3 separate regions of the Sus scrofa genome follow, and all the other regions are linked to region 3. The links are chromatin contacts, called in public Hi-C and HiChIP or PLAC-seq maps. All regions are on one chromosome and are shown on one strand. The core of a region is the stretch at or near the end of the contact, and the rest is flanking DNA. Distances in the headings are between cores, read along the strand shown.

Region 1 (2,845 bases), core at 52-2,551, 240 kb before region 3:
GAATTTATCACATCCGTAAGGGATCTCATTCTTGATTGCATCTTAGCTACCTTTTATTGTTTGTTTCACTTTTGGCCACCCTGAGGCATATGGAGTTCCAGGCCAGGAATCAGATCTGAGCCACAGTTGCAACCTACACCACAGCTGTGGTAAGTCCGATCCTTTAATCCACTGTGCCAGGCTGGGAATAGAATCTACATCCTGGCACTACAGAGATGACACCGATCCCATTGTGCCACAGAGGAAACTCCAGCTACTTTTTTTTTGATGGGCCCATCCCCACCAGATGGCAGGCAAGTTCATAGAAATTATCAAGCCTTTCACATATCTGCCCTCAGCGCTGGCACAAAGCCTGGCACAGAGGAGAGGACAATATAACTCAAATCAGCTGAACTGAGCAATGAGAAGTGGCTGATGGGGAGGTCCTGTGGCCTCTGGTTGCTCAGCACACTCACCTCCTCCCTTTGTAAAATCTAACATGGAATTACCTTAATAGTTGAAATCTGTGTCATATGTAAACATTTGTTACCTCAGTTTCCCTCCAGCCCCTTTCACTAAACTGTTAGATCCTTAGGGCCAGGAGTCAAGAAGGGGGCACAGAGCAGACTCTCAAAACATTTGTTGGGGTTCCCAAAGTGGCTCAGCGGAAATGAATCCGACTAGGAACCATGAGGTTGTGGGTTCGATCCCTGGCCTTGCTCAGTGGGTTAAGGATCCAGCGTTGTGGTGAGCAGTGATGTAGGTGGCAGACAGGTCTCAGATCTGATGTTGCTGTGGCTGTGGCCTTGGCTGGCAGCTACAGCTCTGATTTGACCCCCAGCCTGGGAACCTTCCAGGGGGTACCCTAAAAAGCAAAAAAAAAAAAAAAAAAAAAAAAAAAAGGTTTGTTGAATGAACGAAGGAATCAGTTCAAGCAGAAGCTGTGCTTTGGTTGTTGAAGCGATTCCAGCTACAGGAGGCTTTGGAGAAAAGCCCCAAGCTGTACTGGGTCAGACATTCCTCTCCATTTTCTGGCAACTCCTTCTGCTTGTGCTCTGGGTGGAAGGGATAAGGTGGGCGCAGGATTTGAAAGTAAATGGCATTGGTGGGGCAAGTTGAGGAAAGATGTGGCTGGGGTTTTGTAGGTGGGCTTGAGATCCTGGAAAAGAGAAACTGCGTTTGCAGTTTCTAGAGTTATGGCCTGAGGGTGTTGGAGCACCCACAGGTGGGGGTTCTGGGAGGTCACGTGGGGTCTGTGGATAGCGATCTGTGCACAACACACGTTCTGTTGTAAAAGCCTCCACTAAAGGGTATCAACAGGATGGGGTGCGTCGAAGAGGGGGTGGGGCCACCACTCCCCACACAGGGCCGTCCCCTCTAGGGGCGGGGAGTGCGAACGCGCCTGGCACCGCCCCGACAAAGCCTGCGCGCGCCCCATCCTGCGATTGGCGGTGCTTCCTCGCGCCGCCGCCCCGTCCCGCCCTCCGCCGCCGGTCCGGCGCGCTGCAACCAATGGGCGCCGTCGCCGTCGCCTCCGTCACAGCCAGGACAGCCAATAGGCGCAGCGCTCGGCGGCTCGTGGCTCTTTCGCGGCAAAAAGGATTTGGCGCGTAAAAGTGGCCGGGACTTTGCAGGCAGCGGCGGCCGGGGGCGGAGCGGGATCCGGAGCGGGATCGAGCCCTCGCCTCGGCCTGCTGCCATGGGCCCGCGCCGCCGCCGCCGACTGCCACCCGGGCCGCGCGGGCCGTGAGCGCCATGGCCGTGGCCCCCGCGGGCGGCCCATGCGCGCCGGCGCTGGAGGCCCTGCTCGGGGCCGGCGCGCTGCGGCTGCTCGACTCCTCGCAGATCGTCATCATCTCCACCGCGCAGGACGCCAGCGCCCCAGCGGCCCCCGCCGGCCCCGCCGCGCCCGCCACCGGCCCCCGCGACCCCGACCTGCTGCTCTTCGCCACGCCGCAGGCGCCCCGGCCCACCCCCAGCGCGCCGCGCCCCGCGCTCGGCCGCCCGCCGGTACGGACACCAGGGACACTGGGCCAAGTGCGCTGCCTGGACCCCGGCGTAGACCCGGGCGGGGCGCTATGTTTGGCCTGGAGGCGGCGAGGGCGGGGGAGGGTGGGTTGAGGCGCCCAGGCTGGGCGGTGCCGAGCTTGGGTTGGGCCTTCGGGCTCCGCCCCGGGGTGCAGGGTGACCTCGGGCCAGTCCTTGTTTGCTCCTCTGTGCTCTGGGCCTCAGCTTCTTCGCTGGAGCCTGTCTAGGGTCAGACTCAATGATAATAATGGCCCACGTGTATTCAGCTGTTGCTGACTGCCTGCCAGGCCTCTGGCAGACTTCAAGGCAGCTAAAACTCACATCCATGCTGTGAGCTAGCTCTGTGTTGTCACTGTGCCCATCTGAACTGTGCCCAGAGAGGGGAAGTGGCTTGCCCCCTGGTCACAAGGCTGCAAGTGGGATTTGAACTGAGGCCTGCTGGCTTCAGACCAGAACTTGTGGCTGGATGGTGGGCACGGCTGCTTGGGGAAGTCAGGGGAAAGTTCTGGGACCAGAAAGTTGAAGGGCCATTGAGGAGACCCTCCTTCCTGCCTGGATGCTGGACTGCCAGGTGCAGGCCTAGCCCTCCGGGCCTCTGGGGACAGGCCGCCTGGCTGGGAGGCCTTCTCTGCAGGGGCGGGGTGGCTGGGCCAGCTGCTGATTCCCCTCCCTCTGCCTGTCCTTCCATCTGCCACCCTCCACCCTCCCAGACTCTGGTTGCCATGGAAGCTCATTAATCAGGCAGGCAGACCCCTGGCCCCAGTGGAAGTACTGGGTGGGCTGGGCCTCTGGGAGCTGGAGAGGAGGCCCCCAGTGCTAGAAAAGAGTAAATGCCCCA
Region 2 (2,824 bases), core at 137-2,636, 220 kb before region 3:
TTTAGGACCATTTTGGTTGCAGAGTTGAAGATGCATTCAGGTGAGCTTAAGCTAAAATAGGGGTTTTATCACAAGGTTATTGCATGTCTTATTATTCCAAGGTTTTAGGAACAGACTGGAAGCAGGGCCTGACTGCAGTGCTGTGAGGGACTCAAGATGTGCACTGCATTGTGTTTACAGTCTTCTGAAGTTTGGCTTCAGCCTGTGTATGAAACATAGCCTCCTATAGCTCCTCAGTTATAGGCCCAAGGAAGGGGCTTAAAGGGCCAGCTCGGGCAGTCGCTTATGCCAGGAGGTGTGGCCACATTGAGGACTGTGGTTACTCTGATTGTGACCATGTGGATGGTAGAACAGGGTCAGTTCTCACAAGCAGTAAGGGAGATGGTATGGGTAGTACAACCTCCAGCCTGGTGCAGGCGCTGTGATGTTGACCCTGACAACTGTATCTGTAGCAGAAGCTGTGCCTGTGGTTTTAGTGACCTGGGACCTTCACTCCTACTGCATCTTCTCCCAAAGAGGGCATTCCGAGGTTCGTTGCCAGTGGAGATAGGCTGAACAACTAGGGCCTGGGGCTGGGTTTGGGGCCCAGGAGGGTGAGGAGAAGCAACTGGCTCCTGCCCTCAGAGTGTGCCAGATCTCATGTGGGTAATTTAGGGAGTGAACTCGAACTGAAGAGCACAGGCGGTGTATGGCCAGAGCAGAGGTGAGGGTGGAAGTCATTACTAGGCCTTAGAGGGGGAAGACTGAGGCAGGGCCTGTCCATCGCAATAAGTTTGGGTGTTTTCTTGCCAGCAATAAAAAACCAGTGTGAGTTTATGAGCAGAATGAACTGCCCTACAGATAAGTGGTTTGGAAGAAGCCTTTGGCTTGCAATGTGGGGAAGAGGATGGGACAGGGCAGGCGAGGAGACAAGTGACTAAGGTGCCTTGGGGGTTACCAAGCAGAGTGGGGGTAAGAGTGAGGTGTCAGAGGACCCAGGGACCGCAGCCTCTCCTCCTGGGTGCTCTCACAGGGACAACCTGAGCCTAAGGCTGAAACCATGCTAACCCTGGGTCCTTGCTAGTTCTTTCCCAAGGTGGTAGCTTTTTGCCTGGACCTTCCTTCAGCCTAAGAGGGACTTGTACAGTGCTGGAGACTGTTGGAGCTGCCTGGGTTCTGCCTGGATTCACGCCTCCTACCAGCGTGACCAACCCAGGCTTTACCCACACTCACTTCCCTTGGGCCTGCAGACCGGGCCTGGAGTTGATGGGGAGGGGAGCAGCCTCCCTCCACCATGGCAGGGTGCCCCCTCACCAGCCCAGGACAGCGGTTCTGACTCTTACATCACAAGAAAGAAGGCAAAAACAACCTTGGCTCCAGGCCGTGGCTGCTGCCCGTCCCTCAAATATGCCCGTTCTTCCCATTCTTGTTCTGGCCTCAGTTTCCCACGCCCCTATGCCTCACACAGGTCTAGCAGGCGCCACGGTTGTCATGCGCTCTTTATTGGGCTGGGCCGGGGGTCCGGGGATCCGGACCAGGCACTCAGAGCCGTGGGCGAGGGCAGCGGCGCCGCTTGCAGGGCTGCTCCTCAACGAGGTCAACGTCGCGGTCCGCCGGGTTCTCGGTCAGCAAGCGCGCGTAGAGCCGCGGCCAGCCCTGCGCGGCCTTGGCCCCGCCCCCCACTCTGGCCCCGCCCGCCGCGCGGCGCCCCACCTCCTGCAGCCGCGCGTCCAGCAGCAGCAGCAGCAGCAGCAGGACCAGGAGCTTCGTCTCTCGCGCACGCGCGCTCTCGCACCGCTCCGCGCCGTCGCCCGCTCCTCGCAGCGTGGGCGGCGCCTTCGGGGCGCCCACCTGGGCAGCCGCCGCGTCCTCATCCAGCCGCCTAGTCAGCTCGCCGGGGCCTGCTCTCGCCTGGGCTAGCTGCTGCCGCTTGTCCAGGGAGAAAAGCAGCATGATCTTGGTCTGGGGGTGGGGCAGGGGTGTGAGGGGAAAGATTGCGCCTCGCCTTCCCCCCGGCGACCCTCACCACCCGACCCCCGACCCCGGGTTCTATCTACCAGAACGCCGCACCTACTAACGTTTCCGGGACTCCTGCCATTCTCCTAGCCGGGCAGAGGGAGGTGGGGGAGGCAGGCACCCTGCCCCACATCCTGGGACCCCTGACCTTCTGAGACCTCACTCCTGTCACGTTTGTGAGATTCCTTGCCTGCCCTCCCAGCCTTGATGCTGGAACCCTCACCCACCCTGGCCCCGGCGCAGGGCCTCTACCCAGTTGAAGAAGGGGAAAAATAGCATGTATTGAAGCTGGAAAATGGAAAGGAGGCATAAGGGAACTCCCCGGGGGCCCACAGCCCTGGTGTCACTAGCTTGGGCTCATTCACCATGCCAGGACCTCCACCCATCTGTTCTGGGTTGGGAGCAGCCCCTCCTGGGCTCCCAAGTTTCATCCACCTCCTGGTTTCTGGAATACCTGCCCTTACCTCTGGGCTGTTAGCACCTCATCCACACCTACATGGGTTCCTTGGACCTTTAACCTCTGGGGTTCTCTAACCCCTTCCATGCCACTAAGGACTTCTGCCCACAAGATCTAGACTCCCAGCACCCTCTCCTGCCCACCTGTTCAGGTTCCCCCGAACCCCACCTGCCCCTTGCCCCCTGGCATTCACGCTTGGCTTCTTTCACTTGAAATGTTTGAAGAACTGCTGTTGTCGCTGGGCCTTGTCCATATCGGGTGGCCTCTCCTTGCAAGCCTGCTTGGGCACTTTGGTCCACTGGTGAGAACTGTTGTTTCCTATGGCAGGGCTGGTCACCAGCCCATGCTGCCTCTGCTCTGCCCTCTGGCCAA
Region 3 (2,878 bases), core at 305-2,804:
GAGGGCTGGTTGAGGAGTGCAATGTCGTGGGTTTTTTCTGGTAACCATCACACCTCACTTGTGTGTTTGGCAACTGCCTAGCATAGTGGATCAGTGCCCAGACACACATGTCAAACAGTCCTAGATTTGAATTCCAGCCCTGCGCTACTCACAAATGTGTGACCTGAGCCAATTAAACTTTCTAAATCTAAGTTTTCACTTCTGTTTAATGAGAGTGTTCTCAACTGTAGCTACTCCATGAGGTTACTGTAAAGTCAAGAAGATACATGCAGATGCTTAGATCTGGGCCTGGCCAATAGTAAGCATTCAATGTAGGCATTCAATAAATAAAGGTGATTATATTGATTGCATAAGATTCACAGTTTACTTTTCCCCATTGATTTAATCCTGACACAGTCCCCTGTGAGGCAGGGGTTATTATGACCCCCATCTCACAGATGAGGAAATTGAGGCCTAGAGAACTGAAAGTACCTGGACCAGGGTCGATATGGGGCTAACACAGTGTCTGAGCAGTATTGTAAGCCAGGTCTCCAGAGACCCAGACCCAGAGAGCCCCACCTTCCAGCCCTCTTTCCTCACAGGGGTTCTTCTCCCTCCAGGTCTCTCAGTGTGGGACTTAAGGCTTCTCCGTATTTGACTGTGAACAGAACAACGGCTTAATCTTTAGTTTTATTTTGTCTTTTTTTTTTTTTTTTTTTTGGTCTTTTTAGGGCCGCACCCGCGGCATATGGAGGTTCCCAGGCTAGGGGTCAAATCGGAGCTGTAGCTGCCGGCCTACACCGCAGCCACAGCAACGCCAGATCCAAGCCATGTCTGCGACCTACACCACAGCTCACCCACTGAGCGAGGCCAGGGATGGAACCCACAACCTCATGGTTCCTAGTCGGATTCGGAAACCACTGAGCCACGACGTGAACTCCAAGAACAAGGGCTTAATCTCAAACACCTTTCCAATTTCCAAGTGAGGGCAGTACCCACTCTTTCCCCAAACCCTAAACAGCCTGCAACGTGCTCATCCCAGTGGGAGGGGCCTGTTAGCGTTAGTCACCACGCCCCACACTAAGCCACGCCCACAGATATTAGCTCTGGCCCCACCCTGGGAAACAGGCTCCCTCAAACCTTCTTTAGCTGCCAGCCTGCGAAGTCCCTCGCGGCTTGGTGTCTACTACTTAAACTCAAGCCCTGTCTCTGGAGTCCGGCTCTCCGCCATATGCAGTCCCACCTCAACAACCAAAGTCTCGCAGCAGTGTCCATGGTTCTTTTTCCTGTGCTGTCACGTAGGTGAGCGACGGTCCTGGCCCCGGACTGCCACGCCCAGCGAAGTCTCTTCCACAGGATGAAGCCACGCCCCTAATTGCCCCACCGCCCCCGTTTCAGAAGCTTCTCGCTGTAACTCGTGGTCCCGCCCAGACGCCCTTATGACCCCACCCCCATGAAGTCCCACACTACATCCTTCGGCTCCTGGACCCCGCCCTCCCTGTCTCTCCTGAAGCTTGTCTGTGGCCACGCCCCCGCCGTTAGCCACACCCACACATAGCCCCGCCCCTAGGCTCCACCCCCAGGTGGAGGGTGGCGGCAGGCCCAGTGGGGCCCCCGCTGCCCTCTGCCCTGGGCGCTGGGTCAGAGCCTGCCGGGCACTGCGGGACAGGGCGAACGCGGCGGCCTGGGGGCTCGGAGGCGAAGATGGCGTCAGGCAGGCGCGCCCCGCGCACAGGGCTGCTGGAACTGCGCGCCGGAGCGGGCTCGGGGGCCGGCGGAGAGCGGTGGCAGCGGGTGCTGCTCAGTCTAGCTGAGGACACGCTGACCGTGAGCCCCGCCGACGGCGAACCCGGCCCGGAACCCGTCGCCCAGCGGGAGCCGGTGCCCGCGCAGCTCAACGGTGCCACCGAACCAGGCGCCGCGTCCCCGCAGCTGCCTGAGGCGCAACTGCCCCAGACGCGCTTCGTGACGGTGCACAAGGCCGATGCCGGCGGGCTGGGTATCAGCATCAAAGGTGGGCGCCGGGGCACCGAGGGCGCTGGTTGTGGTGTCTGTGGGACAGATGAGGGCGCCGGGGTCGCAGGGGCTGGCGGCGTACCGAGGACGTGGAGTTGGAGGACTTCGGTCTTGGGGGTAAGGGCGTCCGAGAGGACAGAGGGAACCCAGGAAACAAGGAGCATCAAGGTCGGAGAGGGTTTTGAGAATCGGAAGTCTTAGTTAGAAGGCAGATATGTGGAGGGCGTTGAGGGGCCCACCGAGGACACGTGGGTGGGGAGTTCCGTGCGGAGGCGAAGAGATCTAAGACTGGTTGCCTCTCAGGGGTTGCACGGCCATCAGGGATAAGAGGAGCCCCAGGAGAGCAAAGGATGGAGAAAGGGGTTTGAGGCCTGGGGGGCTGCTAGGCCATGGATGGGGGAGTCTTCAAGATACAACCAAAGTGGGAGGGAGGGCTAGTAAGGCCTGGAGTAGGAAGCATGGCCGGTGAGGAGGATTGCAAACTACATGGAGGCACCAGCTGGACTGAGCTCCCAGATAGAGAGAAAAAAAGGACCTAGAAACCTGAGGCTGTGTACCTAGGTGAAGAGTCCTAAAAGCTGGGTTTGAGTTTCCTGATCTGACCATTTGCACCTTGCACATGATTGAGACTGGCTCTCAGCCCCTAGTACTGCAGCTGCAGCTGGGATTGGATCCCTAGCCTAGCCTGGGAACTTACATATGCCTCAGGTGTGGCCCTAAAAAGAAAAAAAAAAGAGTCCAAAGTACCCACCCTGCCAACACATAGTAGGTGCCTGGTTAATTATTGCTGTTAGATGAGAGGAAAAATGGAGGCCAGGAAAGACATCCCAAGTAACTAACCATAGTGCTAAAAAACCCTGCACACTCCAGCTGCTGGGTTCAC

Evidence for each region. Hi-C and Micro-C count contacts between places; a contact is called where the count stands out from the background. HiChIP or PLAC-seq counts read pairs in DNA pulled down with a chosen protein or histone mark.
Region 1: an H3K27ac HiChIP or PLAC-seq map of alveolar macrophages shows a contact between it and region 3, with 3 times the contacts expected there. The contact joins the promoter of E2F1 here to the promoter of SNTA1 in region 3. A contact is called at or near these places in 1 of 5 promoter capture datasets (liver) and 1 of 2 datasets of contacts at active chromatin or transcription factors (alveolar macrophages).
Region 2: a Hi-C map of fetal skeletal muscle shows a contact between it and region 3, with 1.6 times the contacts expected there. The contact joins the promoter of ACTL10 here to the promoter of SNTA1 in region 3. A contact is called at or near these places in 1 of 5 promoter capture datasets (liver) and 15 of 47 Hi-C or Micro-C datasets (alveolar macrophages, brain, embryonic fibroblasts and 9 more).

The regions. Positions count from the first base shown.
Region 1 is chr17:37,188,574-37,191,418 of Sscrofa11.1, reverse strand. E2F1 (transcription factor E2F1) reads left to right here and starts at 1,301. Exons shown (of 9, transcript XM_021077692.1): 1 at 1,301-1,305; 2 at 1,361-1,472; 3 at 1,597-1,989. The coding sequence starts at 1,301.
Region 2 is chr17:37,165,557-37,168,380 of Sscrofa11.1, reverse strand. It overlaps ACTL10 (actin-like protein 10), which reads right to left and starts at 1,386. Exons shown (of 1, transcript XM_021077362.1): 1 at 1-1,386. All of the region lies in intron 5 of NECAB3 (N-terminal EF-hand calcium-binding protein 3), which reads left to right.
Region 3 is chr17:36,944,908-36,947,785 of Sscrofa11.1, reverse strand. It overlaps SNTA1 (alpha-1-syntrophin), which reads left to right and starts at 1,554. Exons shown (of 8, transcript XM_003359945.5): 1 at 1,554-1,993. The coding sequence starts at 1,684.